Linked DNA regions of Mus musculus: all the other regions are linked to region 6. A link is a contact called in public HiChIP or PLAC-seq and capture Hi-C data. All regions are on one chromosome and are shown on one strand. The core of a region is the stretch at or near the end of the contact, and the rest is flanking DNA. Distances in the headings are between cores, read along the strand shown.

Evidence for each region. HiChIP or PLAC-seq counts read pairs in DNA pulled down with a chosen protein or histone mark. Capture Hi-C pulls out chosen DNA fragments and counts their contacts.
Region 1: a capture Hi-C map of embryonic stem cells shows a contact between it and region 6, with 5 times the contacts expected there. The contact joins the promoter of Sfrp5 here to the promoter of Pyroxd2 in region 6. A contact is called at or near these places in 8 of 39 promoter capture datasets (the 3T3-L1 cell line, embryonic stem cells, hippocampal neurons and 3 more), 1 of 15 datasets of contacts at CTCF or cohesin (embryonic stem cells), 3 of 484 Hi-C or Micro-C datasets (cortical neurons and embryonic stem cells), 2 of 115 datasets of contacts at active chromatin or transcription factors (astrocytes and embryonic forebrain) and 1 of 9 other capture datasets (embryonic stem cells).
Region 2: a contact with region 6 is called in an H3K27ac HiChIP or PLAC-seq map of embryonic stem cells, with 7 times the contacts expected there. The contact joins the promoter of Slc25a28 here to the promoter of Pyroxd2 in region 6. A contact is called at or near these places in 4 of 39 promoter capture datasets (the 3T3-L1 cell line, hippocampal neurons and liver), 4 of 115 datasets of contacts at active chromatin or transcription factors (embryonic forebrain, embryonic stem cells, neural tube and 1 more) and 2 of 9 other capture datasets (adipose tissue and liver).
Region 3: a contact with region 6 is called in an H3K4me3 HiChIP or PLAC-seq map of embryonic stem cells, with 4 times the contacts expected there. The contact joins the promoter of Marveld1 here to the promoter of Pyroxd2 in region 6. A contact is called at or near these places in 2 of 39 promoter capture datasets (cranial neural crest and neural stem cells), 1 of 115 datasets of contacts at active chromatin or transcription factors (embryonic stem cells) and 1 of 9 other capture datasets (liver).
Region 4: a contact with region 6 is called in a FOXA1 HiChIP or PLAC-seq map of pancreatic cancer cells. The contact joins the promoter of Zfyve27 here to the promoter of Pyroxd2 in region 6. A contact is called at or near these places in 3 of 39 promoter capture datasets (the 3T3-L1 cell line, cranial neural crest and embryonic stem cells) and 1 of 115 datasets of contacts at active chromatin or transcription factors (pancreatic cancer cells).
Region 5: a contact with region 6 is called in a FOXA1 HiChIP or PLAC-seq map of pancreatic cancer cells. The contact joins the promoter of Nkx2-3 here to the promoter of Pyroxd2 in region 6. A contact is called at or near these places in 2 of 115 datasets of contacts at active chromatin or transcription factors (embryonic hindbrain and pancreatic cancer cells) and 2 of 9 other capture datasets (adipose tissue and embryonic stem cells).

Annotation. Positions count from the first base shown.
Region 1 is chr19:42,200,193-42,203,647 of GRCm38.p6, forward strand. It overlaps Sfrp5 (secreted frizzled-related sequence protein 5), which reads right to left and starts at 2,060. Exons shown (of 3, transcript NM_018780.3): 1 at 1,300-2,060. The coding sequence starts at 1,819.
Region 2 is chr19:43,673,594-43,677,620 of GRCm38.p6, forward strand. Slc25a28 (solute carrier family 25, member 28) reads right to left here and starts at 1,288. Exons shown (of 4, transcript NM_145156.1): 1 at 883-1,288. The coding sequence starts at 1,173. It overlaps BC037704 (cDNA sequence BC037704), which reads left to right and starts at 1,585. Exons shown (of 1, transcript NR_045645.1): 1 at 1,585-3,577.
Region 3 is chr19:42,145,953-42,149,529 of GRCm38.p6, forward strand. Marveld1 (MARVEL (membrane-associating) domain containing 1) reads left to right here and starts at 1,437. Exons shown (of 2, transcript NM_183195.2): 1 at 1,437-3,577. The coding sequence starts at 1,697. The coding sequence ends at 2,218.
Region 4 is chr19:42,168,255-42,171,912 of GRCm38.p6, forward strand. It overlaps Zfyve27 (zinc finger, FYVE domain containing 27), which reads left to right and starts at 2,313. Exons shown (of 13, transcript NM_177319.3): 1 at 2,313-2,531; 2 at 3,292-3,489. The coding sequence starts at 3,293.
Region 5 is chr19:43,610,042-43,613,728 of GRCm38.p6, forward strand. Nkx2-3 (NK2 homeobox 3) reads left to right here and starts at 2,284. Exons shown (of 2, transcript NM_008699.2): 1 at 2,284-2,808. The coding sequence starts at 2,460. Gm20467 (a long non-coding RNA gene) reads right to left here and starts at 2,015. Exons shown (of 4, transcript XR_001782682.2): 1 at 1,761-2,015; 2 at 1,061-1,149; 3 at 361-869.
Region 6 is chr19:42,751,023-42,754,572 of GRCm38.p6, forward strand. Pyroxd2 (pyridine nucleotide-disulphide oxidoreductase domain 2) reads right to left here and starts at 1,753. Exons shown (of 16, transcript NM_029011.2): 1 at 1,315-1,753. The coding sequence starts at 1,441. It overlaps Gm19437 (a long non-coding RNA gene), which reads left to right. Exons shown (of 4, transcript XR_386719.3): 4 at 273-414.

The sequences.
Region 1 (3,455 bases), core at 810-3,309, 550 kb before region 6:
GTGGATATTATTTGCAGGGGTCAGGCACAAGCCAGCATTAACTTTCTCGAAGAAAGTCCAAACGACTCATTTTTATGTGAAACATTCTAATGTCATCTGTTGGCCACTCACACTTTTCTACAACCTGCCTTTGGGTTCTCTTGTGTGCTGGCCTCCAGGTGACAAGCCTCGCTGTGAGAAGGGGAGTCATGGGTAGCAAGGTAGGGCCAGGACAGGGTTCTGAGCCTGAGTTTGTCCTGCTGTTCATGTTTGGGCTCCAAAGAAACTATAAAAGGAACCTGGAGGATTCTGGGAACCGTGGATTTCTTGCTTAGCTGACTCTATTCCTGCCTGCCACTCTCAGCCTTCAAGATAGAGACTTTTCCCTCCCAGAATCCCCCAGAGAGGGAGAAGGAGAAGGTGGGAGGCTCCTAAGACCAAGCTGATTAATTTGAGAGGGGTTAGGGCGATACAAAGAGGAGCTCAGATGCTTTGGGAGGAGTGGTGGGGCGGGGGGGGGGGGAGATTTGAATGTTCCAGCTGTGGGGGCTCACGGGAGCGCTCACTATCCCAGTTAACAGGCAAAGGTTGCCTGCTGGGAGCTATGGGTGTGTATGTGGGGGGCGGGGGAGATGCTAGGGGCTCAGGCCAGTTTGGAAGAGGACAGGCATTCTTGGAGAAAGGAGGAGGGGGTGTGGCCCCCAGATATGGGACAGCTTTGAGGACCTGCACAATGAAAAGGAAGATGAATCAGAAATCAGGTCTAATGGCAGTATAACGAGCCAGTGGGAAGCAGGGCTTGGGAGCTCAAGATGCTGGACTTCACTGCTGGGCAAAGAAGGTTCAGAAAAGTAAAGTACCCAAAAGCCTAGGAATTGGGAGGAGGGGAAGTTAGGGTTACAGGCCTTGAAACGAGGGCCCTCAGGGCTTCCCTAACCACCCGCCTCTTCTCAAAGTTCCCGAGGTCAGGGAAGGAGTAGCGCTTGTCTGGGTGTCGGCAGTTCAGGTCAAAGAAACTGCCTAGCGACCCCAAGCATCCTTGAGATGAGGAAAGGAATACGGCATTTATGAGGGACGTCTCCAAGGCTTCCAGGGATTCCGCAGCTCGGAAAACCGAGCGTGCTGTGAGTTGCACAAGGTACAGGTCAGAGTTGGGAGAGAACTAGTGGGAATACCCAGAGCTTCAAGTTTATAAAGGTTGGAAGGAAAAAGGAGACAGTGCCAGGGCGCTGTGTATAGGGGCTTGGCACCTATCGGGGAGTACAGATGAGGGTTTGGGGAGAGGATCAGTCCGAGGCGCTCTGGGCGCAAAGGCGCTACCTGGAGGCGCGGTGGCAGGCAGGTGCCCGAACTGCACCGCGATGCAGAGGTCGTTGTCCAGGGGGAACTTGTGGCAGTGCAGCATCTCGGGCCAAGGGAAACCGTAGGCCTCCATGAGCGGAGCGCAGCCGGCGCGCACGGCTTCGCACAGCGAGCGGCAGGGGTAGATGGGTCGGTCCAGGCAGACGGGAGCGAAGAGCGAGCAGAGGAAGACCTGGGTGTCTGAGTGGCAGCGCTTGGCCAGCAGTGGCAGCCAGCTGCTTGCCTGCTGCTTCACCTCGGCCAGGCTCTCGTGCTCCAGCAGGTTGGGCAGCCGCATGCGCTTGTAGCCCACCGTGTGACAGAGCGGCAGATCGGCGGGGATGTCGAGGCACTGCGGTGGCTTGGAGTAGGAGCGGCCGTGCAGCGGCTCGGCCTGCCAACCGTAGTAGTCGTACTCCTGGCCGCGTGTTGGCGCCCCATGCAGCGCCCCGAGCAGCAACGCCAGTGCGGCCGTCCGTGCGCTCCAGGCCACCCACATGGCTGGATGTTGCGGCCTGCCCCGACGGCTCGGTGCTCGGCGCCCCGCTGCCCGGCGTGCGCCCCGGCTGGGATGTTCCCTGAAGCCGGCTGCTACTAGGGTCGTCCAAGTAGGTGGCAGTCTCTGCTCCGCTCCGCTGCCGGAGTGATCCAGGCGCCTCCCACCACGGGGCTCCAGCCCAGGCTTCGCCGTTCCCTAGCCAATCTGCAGCCGCTGGTCCCCCTCACCTCCCACCCCCGCCCCGGGTTGGCGGACCTGGGAGGAACCCTGAGTCTTTCCCGCCCGGCTCGGGTCCCTCGGGTCCCGCCTCGCCTCGCGACCCTGACCCGTCAACTATTCTGCTGCCCAGACCTCTCCTTGTGCCTTTTCCTGGGGGCTCAGCATTTTTTTCACCCTTGCCCCCTGCTTCGTCTTTTTATCTCTCTCCACCACAGTCTCTCTCCTGTTCCTTTTCTCACTCACTTCACCTGCTTATCTCTGTGCCTCGGCCTTTCCCTGCTCGGCTCTGGTTTCCCTTCTCCAACACCTCCATCGCTCTTCTCAGATAATGGAGTCTCTTGGCCATCCACGCCCTCCTGGCCAGGCAAGCAGAGCTTCACCCTGAGGTCTTTAAGTATGCCCTGAGGTTCTGTCCAATGCCAGGCACTTGGCAGCCCTCTAGGGATAGCAGATGGCTAAGACAAATCCGTGGCACCCGAGGGGGCAGGGTAAAGGGAATTTTGGCTTCTATTTAATGAATCCCTACTAAGTGCCATGCATAATGTGCATCACTGAACGACCTTATAAACATCTGTTTATGTTTTTTTGTTTTTGTTTTTGAGACAGGGCTTCTCGGTGTAACAGCCCTGGCTGTCCTGGAACTCAATTTGTAGACCAGGCTGGACTCGAACTCACAGAGATTCTCCTGCCTCTGCCTCCCGAGTGCTAAGATTAAAGGCATGCACACCCCGCCCGGCTATCCATGCCCTTTTCTAATGAAAGCTCACACCCAATAGGTGCTAGCTGTGCTTGGAGACTGTCCTAGGCACATTTCATAACCTACCTCATGGAATTTTCACAGTGATGCCCTAAGGAGGGTAGGAACCATTTATTATCACTACTTTACAGATAAAGATGCTGAAGCTGAGGTCAGGTGAGGATTCCAAGTGGCCATTGGATATAGGTAGTGCGGTTCCAGAGTCAGAGCACACATCAACAACCTGAAGGTCTGGATTCTGAGGATTTGGAGACGTGGGGTTAACTGTCCCAGGGTCATGCGCTAAGGAGGGCAGGGTCTGATTCAGGCGGTAGGCTCCAAAGAGCAGAGTCACTATTGTTGGGCAAGATAGAGTCCAGCCTGGGCAGGAAACACTGTGGGTGTAAGGAGAACTGCTTCTGTCCTCCAAGCAGACATCAGAAAGGTGACTTCCAGGATCCCACGCTTAGTGTCTGTCTGGGTTTTGTCTTCCTTGACTTTTCTGTGAGAGGAACTGGAACAGAGGCTTGCGGAAGGAGGCTCTTATTGGTTTCACCAGACCTCTGGCTTCCCTTCCGGGGACGAGCTTCCAAAGGGCCGGGGGTGGGAAAGTGGAGTATATGTGAGGGGGGTAGGGATTGAGGGGGTAGGGACTGGCTCCACTTTGAATAAGGAGCGTTT
Region 2 (4,027 bases), core at 38-2,537, 920 kb after region 6:
ATGTGTATTAACCGTCCTGCTTGGTTGTGGATGCAGTTGGCTTTACGTCCAGCCCTGAGCGTACCCTGATAATCTCATTCTGTTTCTCCACATCTGCTTTCTAATATCATCACACTTCCCTCCAGCTGTTTTCCTTTTTGTCAAATTCAGGGGCCCAACGAAAGAGACTATCAGTTTCACCTCTGTTGTGTAAGGGGCTGATGCACTTGCTCCCTCAACATAGAATCTTAGTCCCAGCTCAATTTTTACGTTCAGGAAATAGATGGGCTACCAATCTTGCCTCGCAGAGAAACCGAAACCGTTTTTCTTAACATGCCTTATTCCCACATCCATTCCAGTCTGGAACTCTCACTTTTGACTGCACAATGATTTTTTTTTCAACCACTCCCAGGTTAAGATTTAATACGTACTTTTATCTAGCTGAGAGATCCCAGATTCCGGTTCCTGCCCCGTCACTTTAAAGGAAAGACGCAGCAAGGAGCTTGTGAAAGCGCCGACCCGAAGCACATCTCAACCCAAGCTATCGGATAGAGTTCACCGTCTGATTTCATGCCAGCTGGTTTGTTATAGACTTACCTGTGCTTCGGGATCCCCCCCCCCCAATCCCATCCCATCCCTGCTTAGTCCCAATCGGGATCAAGTCTTTGGCTGACAAGATTTTTGCTTCGCCTCACTGACCGTTAGAAGTAAGTCCTGGTTCCTGACTGAGCTCATCTACCAGCCAGGACTTTGCTTGCACGGAGTATTGGCTCAAACCGTGTGTAGAGGTAGGAGCCAGGAAGAAACCTATCAGCTCTGGGTCTCAGTTGGGATTCTGGCTCTAAACAAGGTTCAGGGTCGGGTCAGCCCCAGGTCCGGTTCGCAGCCTGGTCCAGGTCTCACCTTGACGCAGTCGATCGGGTACATCACGCAATGCTCCAGGATCCCTGCCACGGCGCCCGCCACCATGTGCGTGGTGACAGTGGCTCCAGCCGGCAGCGCTTCGTATTCCGGGCCGGACTCCGGATCCAGCCGTACAGGGGGCTGATAGGCCCCCGCCTCCCCGCCGCCGGCCCCCCGGCCCACGCCCCGCTGCAGCCACCCGTCCAGCAGCGCCGACTCCCCGGGGCTCCGCCCGGGCCCAGCAGCTGGTCCTCCCGCCACGCCGCCTGCACTCCGCCCCTCCAACTCCATCCACTTCGGCCAGCCGCGGCGCCCACACGCGCCGCCGCTGCCGCCACCACTGCCGCCGCCCCCCGGCCCCGTTGCGTCCGCCTCAGGCGCGGCCCAGAGAGCCCGGGGCCTCCGGCTCCCGCTTGGCCCCGAGGACACGCCCCCCAGACAGCCATTGGTGTAGGCCCTAACGTGTCTCCGCCCCCTTTTTACGGAGCCAAAATGTATCTGTGTTATTCGTCAGATAGCTTGTCATTAGTCCCGTAGGTCCCACCCCTTCCCCTTTGATCTTGGAAGCGTCTTGTTTATTGGCTCTTGATTGGCGGACTTGCCCGATCGACCCGCCCCTAGCGTTTCGGAGGCGGGAGAAACGTAAAGCTGAACTTTGATAGGCTCAACCGCTCTAGCTACTTTGGCGGTGGCCATTGGCCCGAACCACTTCGTTCTTCCATTGGATGTGGAGAGAAGCGCCTGGAGGACAGGGACCGGCTCCCGGCTGTACCCCGGCGCGGCGTGCGTGGCGGTCGGGACTGCCGGGGAGAGGGGGCGGTGCCAGCCAGACCTTCAAGGTCAAACCGCTGTCGGTTGCCGTTAGGACGCGTGCTCTGGCGTGCACCGGGTGTCGAGTAGCACGGTGCGACTGTTCCCGCGGGATCTCAGGCGGGGGCGGAGTCAGCCCGGACCCTGCGTCCCCTGGCACGGCCCAACCCGCCGCTAGGGGAGATCGGCTGTGAGCCTCGGGTGGCTCTGGAGTGGTGTGCCATCAGCGCAGATCCGCTCGCCTTGGGCCTCCCACCCAAAGCCGCCTAGTGAACCCTCCAGTGGGTGGACCGATGAGCTCTCATTGGGTGGACTCTGCGTTGGGAAAGGAGAAGGCGAAATGGGATGGTTCGGAGGCGACGACAGGTGTCAGGGTCTTGGAGCACCATCCCAATCGCGGCAGAGCAACTGCTGATGCCTGGGAGTGGAGCTTGTTCCGAGACATACACTTGAACTTCGTATCCCGAGCTCGCTTGCTGATAAACTCCACCGGGTCTGATGGCTGTCCGCTCTCTCTCTCCGGGACCGCTGAGCTGCTGCTTCTTGAGAACCGCTCCCCGGTTGTAAAACGATGCTAGGGACGTCTGGTCCTCAGGGCCACTACCTTGAGCAGAAGCGGGCACTGAAGCGACTCTCGAGCCTCAGCCTCTACTGAGGAGCGAGGGCCCCTTTCCGCTCGCTGGTTCTGCAGGCTACCTCAGGCTCCCTTCTCAGCAGCGTGTTTGCACACGCTTCCCCAGTTTCTAGCTCTGCCTTTACAACCTATTTTAATGAGATGATGACGCAATTGCAAACTTTTCCATCTTTTCGTAGCGCTTCCTTAGAACGGTTGGAGGCTTTTCCATTTCCTCTCTAAAGCTTAGCCCTTCGGCGGACGGGTCTTTCAACTAATCTTTGGCAGTAGTTACTAACGTTTGTGTCGTGATCTCTTGGAAAATAAAGCTCTTAAGTTCCCAACCCCATCCCCAGTCACACACAAAACTGCTTTTTATTTCGGGTTTCAGCGTGAAGGAGATTCCGTTAACCTCGGGTTAAGAATTCTTCCCCACATCATATACAGACTTCTTGCTACCCTGCACTTTTCTCTGAGAGATGAATAGATCTCAAAAAAGCCTCCACCCCCCAGTCCTGTTAAAATATCAATTTTCTTCCCTGACAAATTAATGACAATGCCTGCTATATCCCGTCTCTTCTTATCATATTTACTTTTTTATGGTCCTAAAATGATCATCTCAGTTCAATGACTTCTCATGGTGAGAAATAATACTCTACATTGTCCTACAGTGACCCACACCTTAGAACTTTCTCCCCCAGGAAAGACTCCAGATACCAGCCTTTAGATTTCTAAGTCTCTTTCACCTTGCTAGCTACTGAAGTGGAGCATCCCTGGAGGCGGAAATGTTTATTAACAGTCTTTAATACAGTGCAGAAGTTTGCCATTCCAAACTCATTTTCCTCCCAGGGGCCTTCTTTCTGTTTTGCCTAGCCTACTTGCTTGTTTTTGTGGCATTGGAGAGCTAGGGAATGTCCAGCCACTCACTGCAGTGTGGCAGGGTGGTTCTGTCTACCTAGAGACGGATGGCACAGAGAGTGGCAAGCAAGGGTCAGTGATGAAAGATAGGGAGAAGAGCCTTGTAGAAGGAGAAACGGGTTACAACCACCCTAACTACCCTCGGGGGAGACACGTTTATTACTCGGGGTTAATGTATTTGCTTCCACAGCTGACTTTTATATGGGCACTTCCCTAGAATGCATTTCTTCTCTTTCCCTTTTAAAATTCAAAAGGTTTGTTCTTGAGGGTCCTCCCGTGCTCCCCAGCTGACATTGTACCCTGCATGAAATGGGTAGAGAATAAAATGAGGCTGACTTCTGAAGCCAAACATGACAATAAGTCTGATGTCTTTACTGTCACAGAGATGACCATGAGAACTTGTGATCTCATAGGGTGGTCAACAAAAGGAGAGGGGACTTTTTTTAAGTCTGGAAACTATAGAGGAAGCCTTCTGAAGGATATGTGGGAAAGAGTTCCAAGAGAAGCTGACTCCTGTTCTCTGTGTGGAATCTGTCCTGGGCCTTCATGGAGGAGCTGGAGAGATGGCTCAGTGCTTAAGAACACTTGTTGCAGCCAAGTGGTGGTGAGGTTCACCTTTAGTCACAGCACTCCAGAGACAGAGGCAGGAGGATCTCAGAGTTCAAGGCCAGCCCAGTTTATAGAGTGAATCCCAGGACAGCCAGGGCTACCTCAGAAACATTGTCTCAAAAAACTAAAAACTAAACAAACACAAAACTTGTCACAGAGGACTGGGTTTGCTCACTAGCACCCATTCGGTGGTTC
Region 3 (3,577 bases), core at 187-2,686, 610 kb before region 6:
AGCAAGGCCACACTGATTCCAACAAGGCTACACCTCTTAACGGTGCCAATCCTTATGGGCTAAGCAGTGAGTTTATGTGGGATGTATCTATTCAAATCACCACACTTAGGTCCAGTACTATTCCTGCAGCCAATTGGCAAGCAACTCCATTTGTATGTACTGAGGGGCTCCTACATGCCAGGCTCAGGCAAAGATGGATAAGCCAGAATAGACCAGTTTTTGATGTAGTAGACTCAGAACTAGGGATGATTCAAATGGAGGCCCAGACAAACAAATAATTGTCAATGTGGGGAGCTCAACCTTAAACCAGTAAGTGCTTAAACTGGGTATGTCTGCTGGTGAGGGAGTGTCTGGAAAATAAAGAGCATTCTGAGTTCATGTGGGAAACTTGCAGTTCATAAGTGACAGAGTTTGGACATGAGTTGGGGAAGGAAGTGGAAAAAACCCAAGAAACTGGAAGTTGGTTGGGGACAGATTATGTAATGTGCCACATTGACAGGACACAGCTCCATACTGGGTTGGGAACAGCCAGGTCAGTTGTGTAACATTGCTGAAGCACAAAGGTTGGCTCTTTGGTGGGGTGGAGAGCAGAGAAGCCATCTCTGGCTTCCTGGTCTGAAACCCTTCAGTCTTCAGGAAAAATGAAAACAACTATTGCTCTCCTGTCTTGGGTCGCGGGAAGCTTACATAGAGAGGGCCCTGTAATGTCAATGAACCTTGGCATCGTTGGGATCCTTGCCATCTAGGTCAATAGTTAAGCATACGGGACATGCCATCTCTGAGACCTAGGCCTGTCCTGACCATGTTAGGTGACATGTTTTTAATCTAAGCAAGACGCAAAGATGGCCAGGAAGGAATGGTCGAAGTGTTTGGCGTTGCTATGCTCTGTGCGCTGTGGGTAAGGCAGCTGGGCCTCCAGTGAGTGATAGTTTTCTTACACTGACCAAGAGACCTTCATGGCAAGACAGTCTGAGACCAGCTTTGGACAGGCGAGTTTGTGGTGGGCAAGTGAAGGGTACTGAGGATGTCCCAGTGAGAACAACTGTCAGTTCAGACCTCCTGCTTACTCAGGCTTGATGGGACGCCTCGATGGGAGAGAATTATGTCTCCAGTCTCCTGTGACTGGAGAGAATCAAGAGGGTCCAGCCACAGGCTGGGCAGAGGCTGTTGTAGCTTTCTTCTCGAAGACCTAAGATCGGCCAGGCCTGCGAGGCAGGAAGGGCTGGGGTGGCTCCAGATGTGGCAAACTTGGCCCAGCAGCCTGGGCAAAAGGCCTGTCATGGGCCAGGGGGGTGCGGGCATTCAGCCCTGGCTGCAGAAGGAAGGAATGGGAGCGGAGGAGAAAGGGGGGGTAGCCAGGGTGGAGGGCGCGACGGCAGGAAGCTGGGAGGCGCGAGGAGGGGTGGAGACCAACGAAGGGGACGGCCAAAGAGCGAGTAGGAGGGCTGGAGAGAGGGAGAAAAAGGAGAGAAGGGAGGAAGGGTGCCGATGAGAAGCAGCGCTGAGGACTTGAAGTAGAGGGAGGAGGGCAGGCCTCGGAGCAGCGGGAGCAGCGGGAGCAGCGGGAGCAGCGGGAGCAGCGGGAGCAGCGGGAGCAGCGGGAGCAGCGGGCCCGGGCTCGGGCCGCCCCCGCGAGCAAGGCGCCGCCATTCCGCTGCTCGGGGCGCCGCCGCCGCCGCCGCCGCGTCCGGGGGCCATGCTCCCGCCGCCCCCGCGCCAGCCGCCGCCCCAGGCGCGCACGGCCCGCGGCTCCCTGCGCCTGCAGCGGGCTTTCCTGCGCGGCCCGCTGGGCGTGCTGCGGCTGCTGCAGCTGCTGGCCGGAGCCGCCTTCTGGATCACCATTGCCACCAGCAAGTACCAGGGCCCGGTGCACTTCGCGCTCTTCGTGTCCGTGCTCTTCTGGCTGCTCACCCTGGGGCTCTACTTCATCACGCTGTTGGGCAAGCAGGAGCTGGTGCCCGTGCTGGGCTCGCGCTGGCTCGTGGTCAACGTGGCGCACGACCTGCTGGCGGCTGCTCTCTACGGGGCGGCGACGGGCATCATGATCGACCAGACGCAGCGCCACAGCTACTGCAACCTCAAGAACTACCGGCTGCCCTGCGCCTACCATGCCTTCCTGGCGGCCTCTGTCTGCGGCGGCCTCTGCCTCGGCCTCTACCTACTCTCGGCACTCTACGGCTGCTGCCGTCGCTACCAGGGCAAGGAGGAGGTGGTGTGAGGCCACCCGCTCCACCGCGGCCCAGATCGGTTTAGGGAATCCCTCCCGAACCCTTCCTGCCGCCGCCTAGTGCCGGTGTGCCCCTGCACCCTCTCCCTGCCTGCGTTTCCACTGCCCGCGCCCTGGATCCCCGACGTTCAGTTCTAGTCTGACTGCTGTACCGCAGCTCAGCCCAGATATCAGCTTCCAGGGACCCACGCAGCCATCCGAGGCGCCGACGCACACACCCAGTTGGGCCGCTTCAGGCGAAGCCTGGAAGTCCCTTTCCTCATTCCCTGTCGAGAGCTAGACGTGGACAGGCGCCGCCGCGTAGATCCGGGGGAGGCTCCCAAATTGGAACCAGTCTTTGGACTGCGCCATTGCCCCCTCCCTCCTGCCCTGCAGTCGGAAGAGCATCCCTTCCCTGCCCCCTCTTCCAGCCTAGGGAGGTGTAGAATGCAGTCAGGCAGCTGCAAGAGGAGCTGGGGACAGGCTTTAGCTAGTGCTAGGATGGATGATGGATGACGTCTTTAGTTGTAGTTTGGCTCTCTCCCTGCGCAGCCCTACGTCTACGAAGTCTTTGGGTGGAGTCAGCTACAGAAGTGGTGGATAGCAAAGGCCTGCTGGCTATACCTTACTTAACGACGCAAGTCTTCTCTCCGCCTAAATCCTTGGTGTTCATTCAGATTGGGCCAACTGTACTAACTTCCCTGGCCTCTCAGATGTCACTCACTAGCTTCCGCCGCACTCCACCTATAAATATGTTTGCATTGGGGATCCCACGTGGCCAACGGCGATCATTAAGGTGCTGCCCACCTCTTTGGGAACCCAGATCCCGCTCTTCCAAACAGCTGTTCTAATATTAGAAGCACACTCTTTCCTCTAAAGCAGTGGGTTGTCTAGGGAGCCAGTACTGTGTTACTTCCCAAAGAAGGGGTAGAAGGCAAACGGGTCTGTCAATGGTGCTGCCTTCCCGAGCACATTCACAATGTTTGTTAGCACAATGCGGTCTCTCTGAGAAGTTCTGCAGGTATCGCAGCCACACATGGTAATTCAGTTCACTGGAGTAACTATTGGGCCTAAGCCATCCCCACCGCAAGACTGTGTCTATGCTGTCTAGGTCATGCCTACAGGTTGACCCACTGAAAATTAGGAAGCTCTTTTTTCCCTAACTCTAACTGGGGGTCCACCCAGTGACAAAGGAGCTAGGACCCCCTCCCTAGCTAGAGACCTGAGAAGAGTTGAATATTCATTCACGTTGTTGGAAACAAGAAGCCAAGGATATCCAGATGATCCCCCAATTCAAAGAGATCCTGGCATTGACTCTGAGCAGCTGGTGCGGTGAGTTCTGTCTGCCACCAAATTGAGAACTATCTGGAC
Region 4 (3,658 bases), core at 1,063-3,562, 580 kb before region 6:
CCCCAAGTGCTGAGATTACAGCCATGTACCTGGAGTTGATGCTGGAGATCACACCTAGGGCTATGCAAATACTCTAGCAACTGAGTAGAGTATTTCATTAACTCTGGGTCTACATCACTAACTCTAACCAGCCCCAGGTCCTCTGCAAGAGCAGCAAGTGCTGTTAATTGATGAGCCACTTCTCAGTGCCCACCCACAACTAACGTTAAAAAAAACATTATTATGTATGTGGTGTGTGTGTGTGTGTTTGCAGCTGTGCATGTGTGCATGAGAGGAGGCAAGAGGACAGTTCTGGGGAATTGCTTCTCCTTCACCATGGGGCTGGGGGATTGTACTCAGTCCTTCAGGTTTGTACAGCAAGTGTTTTATCCACCAAGTCATCTTGCCAGTCCACAGATTTTGAGCACTTAAAATGTGCTGAGGAGCTGGGCGGTGGCACTGCACGACTTTAATCTCATCCCTCAGGAAGCAGAGGCCAGTCTGGTCTATAGGGCGCATAGTGCCAGTGCTCTAGCTTCTGATGACATTAGCTAACGGCTGATGGTGAATGTGAACGTGAATGCAATCCCCAGGGAGGGTTAGAAGCAAGGAAGGTGGCAGATAGATGACATTCAAGGGAAGAAAAACCCTAAGGAGACCTTGAGGGTAGGAGGCCAAGAGAGGTGGTCTCCTGGACGCTCAGGTGGGGAAAGGAAGAACAGCGAAGTGTCCAGTGTTGCTGAGAGCTCCTGCAAGGAAGACTGGAAATGTTCGCTGGGTGTGGCAGCCAGAAAGGCAGAGGTGACCCAGGAAGACGGGATTACAGTTGGCGAGGGCTGAATAGGTGAGGAATGAGCAGAAGAGCGGGCAAGTCAGAGGAGGAAACAAAAGTGGAGGTAAAGAAATTTCTTGTGCATCTTGTCTCCAGGCGAAGGGGTATTACTGAGAGTAAAGATTTCAGAGCCTGTGGGACAGTGACCAGCCTGAAGGAAGTGAGGAGAGCCCAGATTCCCAGTGCAGCTGAGTCCTGGCTGAGGAGAGCAGGCGTGCCTGTCTCTCTGAAAAAGAGATGCTGGACGAGATGTCAGTGAAGCTTTGGGGTAGCTCAGAGGAGGGGTTATTGTCGGCTGAACAGCTAGGGAAGGCTGCTCACAGCTGACTCCTGCTATGATGGCTTGCTTGGGTTTGGATGGAAGCAAGAATCGGGGCAGGCAGGTGTGACAAGCAATCTGAGGACTTGGCAAGAGTCCAGGGCCCTTGCAGGTAACAAAGAGGGTTCAGCTGGCTGAGACTGAGGCACCTGAGAGAGAACAGCAGGACAGATGAAGCCAGTGGATGCAGCCTCGTGTGGGTGGTGGTATGGCTGGGGTTGCTGGCATCCAGTGATGTATTTGGCTCAAATCCCAGCTCCGAGCAGTTTATGTGCTGTGACATTAAAGAAGTTACTTACCATGACTACAACTCCTCATCTGTGAAATGGTGATAACCCCGATAGGGTTATTGAAGGAGGAACAGATAAGATAATGTGCACAAAAAGCTTAGTGTACTGCCTGCCTGCTGGTTAAATGGAAACCCATGGGAGGTGTGTTTTAAGGGACAACAGCTGGGTCACAAGATGTGAAGAGGATAGAGCTAGGAACGGCCTGCACAGGACCTTGAACACAGCAGCTACGGACCACCGTTCCGTCTCTGCTAATGTTGTAACCCTCGAAATTACTGATACTACTAGAGAAACTTCAGTGTCGTGTACAGTTTGTCTCTGCGTTCTCACGGCAAGCACTATAGCAGACAGCTGGTTTCTGTGCTGCTGTGTCTTCCTGCAGCAAGCCAGGGGCTCTCTCACCGTTAAAATGGCACTACCCATAGGCACCTGACATACAAGATGTGTTTTCTGTCTTCCCTAGGTTCTCAGAGCTTCTATCCACATTTTCTTTCTTTTTTTTTATCCTTCTCCATCCCTGCCCCCACACGCCCCACTTTTTTTTTTTTTTTTTTTTTTTTTTTTGAGCCAGAAGCTCCCATAGCCAAGACTGGCCTTGAACTTGCAATACTCCAGCCTCAGAAACCAAAAGGCTGTGGTTACAAGTGTGTCACCACGCTAGACTCTCTAACTGTCCTTGCTGTAATGTTCCGGAGCTAGGCTGGCTCCCAGGTCCTAGGACTCCCGGGCATTAAACGAGTCATCTCTTGGGTGGCAGGAACAGAGTTAACCAGAAATTAGCCAAGGAGGGAAGAGTGCGCAGGCGCAGTATCAACGCGCTTGCTCACCTGCGCTTGGGTGGGAGGAGCTAAGCCCGGAGGCCGGACCCAAGGCGGGACGGGCGCGGTGACGTCACGGGCGCGCCACCGCAGAGTGAGTCGCGTCCCGGAAGCGACGGCGGTGGAGGGGCAGACGGTTCCCGGGTGGACCTGCGACTTCGGAGCGTCGGTGGGAGGTGGCGTGGCGTGGCGTGGGGTGGGGCGGGCCTGGCCTGAGGGACCGCTCCGGGGCTTGGTGGCCCTTCTGTCCCCCTGGCCGTTCCTGTCTCTTCCTTTCCTGGGACAGCGTCCGGGTAGGTGACGACCGTGACGCCCCAGCCTCACTGTATTTATTTACGGAGCCTGGCCCTCCGGCCCTCCCACCGCGTGTGGGTCGCCACCTGCAGGCACAGCGACCTTAGGCGTGTCCTGCCCTGCGCGGCCTCAGACAGGCTGGTGGTCTGGGCCTCTGTCGGCACTGACCTGCTAAGCCTGTCTCGCGCTTGCTTGGGTTCCCTTTCTCCCTAGCTCGTCCTGTCGAGAGTTTGGGGTCCAGTCGACCCCTTTCCAAGTGATGAATGGGAGCCAGGGTTAAGAGCGTGATAAGAGTGTTGTTAGGAGAAATTCATGAACCTCTGGGAGCCCTGGTAAGGGTCTCCCAGTGTACACTGGCGCGTTCATAAAGACTTCCCAGGACAAGATGGTCCCCCTTACCCTGACACCTGAAGGAGGAGCTAAAGATAGGAGAAAGATGTCACAGGACATCTTTTCTCTTGGCATTACCTACTGCCTTCTTTCAACAACCTGGTTATTAATGGTTTATATGCTCTTGAAAGGTCTGTGAGGGAAAGGAGCGTTGGAGGGGCTCATGAAGAGTGATAGGCTTTATAGCGAAGACATCCCCTTCACCCTGCTACTTCCTACTTCAGTAGGAATAAAATTTCTTGCAGTGTGAGATGGGTATTCGCGTTCACCTCTCACAGTTAACCTTAGGAACCACACGAACTGTAATGCAAGGGGGAAATGTGTTGTAGTCTGGAAGTGCATCGTGAGTGTAGGGATTTACGATTACAGAATGCAGACTTCGGATCGGGACCTGAGTGGGCCGGAGGCGAGCCCCAGCGGGATGCCTGAGGTTCTCTCTGAGTGTCCACCTGCCCCTACCAAGTCAGCAGCGTTTGATCTCTTCAACCTGGTCCTGTCCTACAAGAGGCTGGAGATCTACCTGGAACCCCTGAAGGATGCAGGGGACGGTGTTCGATACTTGCTAAGGTACAGACTTTAGGGTTCCTTTGTTCTTCCTCTGGGCTCTCCTGTCTCCCTGGTCTTTAGCAGTTCTGGCCAGCTAGGCAGTAGTTGGGCTATCCTTTCTGCTCTAGCGATGACTAGTTCTGGGGAGACTTGTGTGACCTTTAGGTGTATTCAGGTCTACTTGTGTTCC
Region 5 (3,687 bases), core at 1,034-3,533, 860 kb after region 6:
GGCATTGGACAGAGGTGAGGGTAGGGGGGTTCACCCAGCCAGGGTTCTGGGGCAAGGTTTAAGTGAGGCCGACCGCCCTTAGCAAGCAAGAAACCAAGCAAGAAAAATATGCGCTCCCGACAGAAGCAACGGCTTTTTATCTTTTCTTTGGTCCAGATCTTGAAATCACTTGAAAGCTAAGAAAAGTGGAGAGCAGAAAGGAACACAAGCATTTCTCTGCGATGGGTTTTGCCTTGCAGTTGGCTGCAGGGTGGGGAACTGAGACTGGAGCATGGTTTCCTTCTGGTCCTCTGTCTGGCAGCTGGGACGCGCAGCACGCGTCCACTCAAAGTCCCCCACCCTGCAGCGCGGCGCACTCACCCCACCTCTGGATGTTTGAGCTTCGGATCCACAGCAAAACCAGGCACACTCTTCCTTCCCTTGGTGGGCTGGCGGGCCCTTTGTAGAGACCACGGCCTCTGCCCGCAGCGTCTAGTTTCAAGTCTTAGAGCAAAAAGGCTCCTGCGACCAAGGAATGGTTTCAAGGAGCCGGGGCCTAACCACAGATGATCTTTCCCCATCTCCCCCAGAGCACGTGGAGGGAGCCTCGTACCAGCCTCCCGGGTGGCCCCACGAGCTGCCTCCCCGCTGTATTTCCGCTCCCCCCCCAAGAGCCCCGCCTCTCTCTCCTCCCAACCCGCAGTTCTTTCTTTCCAGGACCAAGGGCATCAACTCCTCTCGCTGCCGCCTCGGGGTTCCGCAAGGCCGCTCTCCACGTAATCCGCATTCATGCCCTGTCTACAAGTTTCCTAGGGCGTCGTCCTCGGTCACCGCGCCGCCATCCGGCGAACCCTTCTAGTTGAGGCCGGTCTCTCCCAAACTGTGAGGTTCTACGGGGGCGGGGGGGGGGGGAGGGAGGGAGAGAGAGAGAGAGAGAGAGAGAGAGAGAGAGAGAGAGAGAGAATAAATAAAAGCAAGGGCGGCCTACTGAGGAACCCTACGTTGAAAGCGGAACTAGTTTGGTTTTCCAAGGCCTGCTGCCCACACCTTTTGCTCTTAATCTCACAATAGTGCCCCTTACCACTCAGGGGCTAGGTATGTAGGCGGGTGGATACCAGAAGGTGGTCTCCATCAGGCAGTTTTCTGAATCTGAGGCTGCATTTAGTCTCCCTGCAGAACACAACCACGGTTTCAGAAAGAGAGAAATAAGGCGTTTCAGAAAGTTGAGGCCTAGGCTCGGGCTCCCGATTCCCTTCAGAAGGCTGCCTGAGCTGCAGCCACAGCGGGGGTCCCCTCCCTTCTGAGACCAGAGCCACCCAGTGTGTGCAGTGGAACACCAGCCCGGTCAGAATCAATGCAGGCAACAAACACTGCTCTGACCTCCCACAAAGAACAAGGGTAGTTACAAGTATTGAGCTCTTTGCTTTAAGTAGACAACTGTGCTATGCTTCCGGCCTGGTTATCCTTTAAAAAACAAAAACAAAAAAACTCCAACAATAACCCTAGAAGAGGCAATTCGGCTCCTTTATATTGACCAGGAAACTGAGAACGTCCAAAACCAAATACTGACTCAGGCCAGGCTTCGAAGCATAGAGCCTCTGCACACTAACAGAACTCGGTCGTCTTGTCTTCTACAGACCTGCTCTCTGAAGCCACTTCGAGGGCTGCAAGGGCAAGTACGGTCTGGACCCTGCCCTCAGGGACTCACAATCTAAAGTGACAATCGAGCGGACACTAAGTACAGCTTTGGCACTAGATGGGAGAGTGACAAGTGACATTACTGAGCAAGTTCCGAGGAAGAGGACCTCTAGGTGAGGTGATCTGGCGGAGTTTCCTTGGAGGTATTTAAGCTTTTCCTCGGAGAACAGCTTTCCACTGTGGAAATGAGGGTGGGAAAGGCACTCCAGGTGGCGAGGACAGCTAGAGCAAAGGTGAGGTGGAATTTGACACGTCGCTCATATTTCCACAGATACAACACTCCTCTCCTTAGAAATCCGCAGTCTGGCCTCTCAGAACTGCCCCTGGTCGGGAAGGTGCAGCCAGGTGGAGCGGGAATCGGTGATTCGGACACCCGGTTTTTTGCAGCTTTTCCCACCGCGACTTGGATCTCAGGACCCTATTCTAGTCCCTGTCTATTTCTGGTAGCGCAGCAACATCCCACTGGGTGGACGCAGAGGGCGTGGCCCACATACACAAGAACCAATTGGGAAGGAGGCCAGGATGCCGACCCCGCCCCTTGACGTGACGCAGGGCCCCCGGACAGAGGCTTCACAGCCCCGGCCCCAGTCCTTGCAGTGGCTGTAACAAAACCCAGACCCCCAGGTCCCGGCCAATGGAGGGGATTTAGACTGGACCGCGTCTGTCAAAAGCTCGACTCCGCACCACCGCGGAGTCCAGAAGAAGAGCTGGAGCCACCGCACTCCCTCCCCGCCCCCGCCGGGATTTATTGAGTATTTGGACTGGACAATTAAGTGGCCCTGATGATGTTACCAAGCCCGGTCACCTCCACCCCTTTCTCAGTCAAAGACATTTTGAATCTGGAGCAGCAGCGGCACTTCCACGGAGCTCACTTGCAGGCGGAATTGGAGCAGCACTTCCACTCGGCACCCTGCATGCTGGCCACGGCTGAAGGGACGCAGTTTTCCGATGCAGGGGAGGAGGACGAGGAAGAAGAGGGAGAGAAACTGTCCTATTTGAACTCACTAGCTGCTGCCGAGGGCCATGGAGATTCGGGTCTCTGTCCTCAGAGCTATGTCCATACAGTTCTCCGAGACGCTTGCAGCGGGCCCAAGGAACAAGAAGAGGAGGTTGTGAGCGAACGGAGCCAAAGTGAGTAGAGGGGGAAGGAAACGCGTCCGCACACCTGGGGCAATGGCTCAGCGCCTATAAACCCACAAACCGTGCCTGCATGGCCACCCGCCCCTTTCACATTCGGCTAGGGTCATGCCTATGCCAGGTTCAAGGACAGCTCTGCAAAGCACAGGTACCTGAGATGGTGCTGGGGCGGGGATAAAAGAGAAAGAGAGAACAGCTCTTGCCCGGAGCAGGGACCCGGAGCAGTCCCCGAGGGAAGGAAAAGTGATTATTGCAATCCTGGTTCCTTGAGTAATGAGTGACGGGGGCCCAGAGCCTGGGTCGTAACTTGTCCGTTGTGTGTGTGTTCTCTCGCACACCCATCTTCTCAAAAAAAAAGGGGGGGGTCAGTTTTCTGCCATTTTTCTGTCTTTCTTCTAACGTGAGGTGAATTCAGCGAGGCCAGGGCAGTCACCCCGGCTGTCCCGAAAAGGCAGTGCAAGAATGTTGTGTTTGGGCCATCCTTTCGGGCAAGACTTTGAGAGACACCAGCTTACTTCGGAGCTTGCAGTTCTTACGTTCGAACTGCAAGGAGGAGAGGTGGTGGCCAATGTGTGGGAGCTCGATCCATATCAGATGACGGCAGCAAGTCACACCCAGGAGGTGAAGGCCTCTGAAAAAAAATATCGTAATGCTCGCTTTGTTTCTTATACTGCAGGCGGAGTGGAATGGTTAAAGTTCCTGAATTAGTTCTGAGTGGGATTCTGGCCATTCAGCAGATCAGAGGTGGGGCAGGCAGGAGAATCAGATAATTGAATAAGCCCATAAGGAAATGTCTGAAAGGGAAACAGGATCAAATAATCTCTTCTCCGAGTGGAGATTTGATCTGGCTGAGACCAAAATCTTTTCTCTAAC
Region 6 (3,550 bases), core at 503-3,002:
ACCTTGTGGTACTGAGGGAGGAGACTTAGCAGTGTCTAAGAAACACTCAGCCCGCTGCAAGGCTGCATCAAACGTGGTGGCTATCGGCTTTTCATTGGTGGCTCATCAGTCTTGGAAAACTTGTCAAGTTTCCTTGGCAACTGGTCTCAGTTCAGCCATGAATGAATGACAAGGAGATTTTAAGTGACAAAGAACAAAACCCCCAAAGTCCAGTCCCCAAGTCCTGACTGACTCTCCTGTGGCTTCAGGTGACCTGTCCCTTTCTGCTGCAGGATCTGCTAATCCCCAGCCCTCAGGGGGATGCCCACCCAGCAGGAGCCCACTGAGCCTGGGCCCTTCTGCCATCGTCTTCACACAGTGGAGTGTTGAGTGGATGTTTTCAATGGGAAAAGAAAAAAAAAACCAACTTGGTATTTAAATCAAGAGTTGCATATATTTGATTTGTAAAAACTGTGTGAGACATATCTTTATTTTAGTATCGATAATAAAAAAAACCAAGTCTGTGTATAATAAACACTCACTCATGCGTGCACAAATTGGAGAGGGTGGTTCTCAGTAGACACAAGAAGAAGCCAAACCAGGCCAGCATTTATTTAAAGCTGTGTGATGCGTCTCACAAAAAAATGTGAACCTGCTATCATCTATGTAAAAGCCCAGCTGGGAATAAAAGCCTTCAGGTCCCAAAAGTGTGACCCGGAAGGCCCTGGTGTGGAGTGCAGCCTGGCCCTAGGCTATGCCTTAACCTAGTACTTGAGGCTGAGAGTCAGCAAGATGTTGCAGGACCACCACTGTAGCAGGTATCTATGTCTGAGGGAAGCCATGGGAGATGACACCCTTTGTGGATGCATTAGGGTGTCTGGGAACCCCTCAACCACCTTTTCTCTTTATGAAACAACTCTGGCTTCCTTTTCCAATGGATGATCGCAGAAGTGAGATTGGCTCTCATTTGTCTACAGTCCGGAGGTCTTTGCTTCCTGCATAAGGTCCCGGGAGGAACTCACTCATTTTGCGGGAGATACAGGGAAACTCCTGCGTTTATTTAGTCACTCATTATCATTCTAGAGAGAAAGGTTTAAACCCAGAAGGCAAGAGCCGTTCTAGTCCACACAGCACACCAGGGTGGAATTAGAACCCAGGGATCCTGATTCCCAGGCCAGGGAGGACTTCCATCCCAGGTCCTGCTCACTGGAACTCCCGGCCAGGTCGTGCCCATAGGAGAGGCAGCAGCAAGGCTCCTTGGAGGCCCCTCCAAGGCCGGTGGGCAGAACGCTGCCTTCCTTCCCTGAGCTCTGGCTCTGCCCTCTTTGGTTTTACCTGCTCCTATCACCACGGCATCGTACTCGGGCTTCAGGCGCCCGTTGGCTCCCGACTGAGCTCGTTTCCAAGTAGGGCAGGGAGAGGAGTGCAAGGCCCTGATGAGACCTCGGCCGCCGGCAGCCATTTCTGCCCCCAGCAATTTGCTTGCACAGTCAGCTTTCCAGAGGCCCAGGCAAGGGGAGGGGCTGGGAGTTACAGTTCAGTGTCAGCCTTGGCCTTGGGCCACCGTTTCCCAGGGTCCGAGCTTCTGCGGCTCTGAGTTTGCGCAAGCCAGCCTAGAGGAGGGGGCATGTAGGCTAAGAACTGGCAGAGTCTGAGTAGCTTCGAGGAGTCAAGCGAGTAGGTGGCAGAGTCTGAGTAGCCTCCAGGAGTCAAGCGAGTAGGGACCAAAGAGAGAACAATTTAACTAGGTTCTCCCAGGCCCGGTAGTGGGCTAAGGGAGAAGAGGAGCCAACGCAGAGGCCCCGCCTTCCTCTTGCCTCCCTTTTCTGTACCGGCAGAAGCCTGGGGGCGGGGCCGAGATCCTAAGCTGTGGGATGGGCGCTGTCAACTCAGACTTTACTCCTGCTTGTCTGGTAGTCAGGGACCTTGCAAGGTGACCACTGCTCCTTGTTGCGGGATCCTCCCCAGTCATCTTTCAGTGCCTTTGGACGACAGAAAAGGCCACCCACGTCTCCAAGAGCTGTGTGTGTGTTCTCTCACGCACACTCCAGTGAGGCTAGTCTTGCTGGGAGGAAGGATATGGACAGTTTGGGCACCTTTCCAGTTTTCCAAAGTTTCTCAAAGATTTGGGCTCACACCTGTAGATTACCTCAACTAGTATGAGTCCATACATACAATCCCTGTGCCCTATCTTGAACAGAGAGGACCGGTCCACTCCTCAGGAGTCACTCCTCTACAGGAGAAAGGCATTGGAAGTGGCGAGCTGCAATCATGAAACGGGCAGCCTTGTGTGGCAGTTTGGACAAGAGAAAGACAGATGGGGGCGGAGCCGTAGCTAGGTCATAACTTTGGCCAGCTTCCAAGATGGCTGGCTTCCTCCTTACCCTCCTGACCTGGGACAAAAGCCTGACGAGGTTTTTCTTGGCTAGTAGCGCTGTTTTTTTAAAAACTGGGTATGCTGCAGCAGAGGGGTGCTTTAGCAGGCCCATGCTGAGGCGTTCCTCTGAGGTGTCAGCCATAGGACAGGCCTAGTATAGAAGGAAGTTTATCTGAGACCCGGGAAGGGGGTGTGGGGAAAGGAGTAGAGGAAGAGAAAGAAAGGGGACAGAGAAGGACAGAAAGAGAGAGGAGCAAGAAGGGCAGTGGCCAGCAAGAACACGTGGAGAGGAAAAAGATGGGGTGGGGAGGGGAGGGGAGGAGAGATAGAGGGAGGGAGAGAACAAGGGGAGGGGGATGAGAACGGGGAGGGGGAGAGGGAAAGAGAAAAGAGGAAGAGGAGGAGGAGGAGGAAGGGAGGGGGAGGGAGGGAAGGAGGGAGGGAGGAGGCAGAGAAGCAGAAGCAGCAGCCCAAACAGTCCTTATGTGCCTGGCTCCTGGCTCACACCTAGCCCTTGCTAGGTAACTGTTAGGAGAAGCCTACAGGAAATGCTAACAAGTAGACTTGCCTGCCCAGGGACCAGATGACAAGTTCAAGGCCAGCCCAGGCCTTGCTTACCCCACTCTTAAAAGCCCTGGCCCTTTGGGTTCCAGGGCACCTCCTTTGCTGTGCAGACGGCCTTTTCTCTGTGTGTACCCTGCTGGGGTGTATTTCTTCACCCCTAATAAAAGCCTCTCCAGTGTTTCTGTCTGCTGCTGGTTGCTATGTTTGAGAATTTATTTCTCTGGCTCTCAAGATTTTTTTCCTTCCCTTTGAAGTCTTTAACTGCCAGAGAAAATGAACTGGATCAAGACCCCCTAGACGGTAATAGGAACCTGTGTCAGAAATGATTCAAACCCAGAAGGCATGGCAAAGATGGCTGAGTAAGAGGGCCTCTGAGAATCCCTCGACCCTCAGCATGGGCAGCACTCCGCACACGAGGAAGGTTTACACTGTCCAAGAATCTCTCCTAAAACCCCGAGTCCAAAGCCTCTACCTCCACACTCATGCAATCAATTAGAAATCGATGTATTTAATAAACAGCTGCATCTGCACTCAGTAAGCAGACACCTGTTCTGTCTTTGTTCACTCAGCAGGTACAATAACGAGTTCAATGGTATTTGAATAGTTTGTGGTGTAAGACACACAGAGATT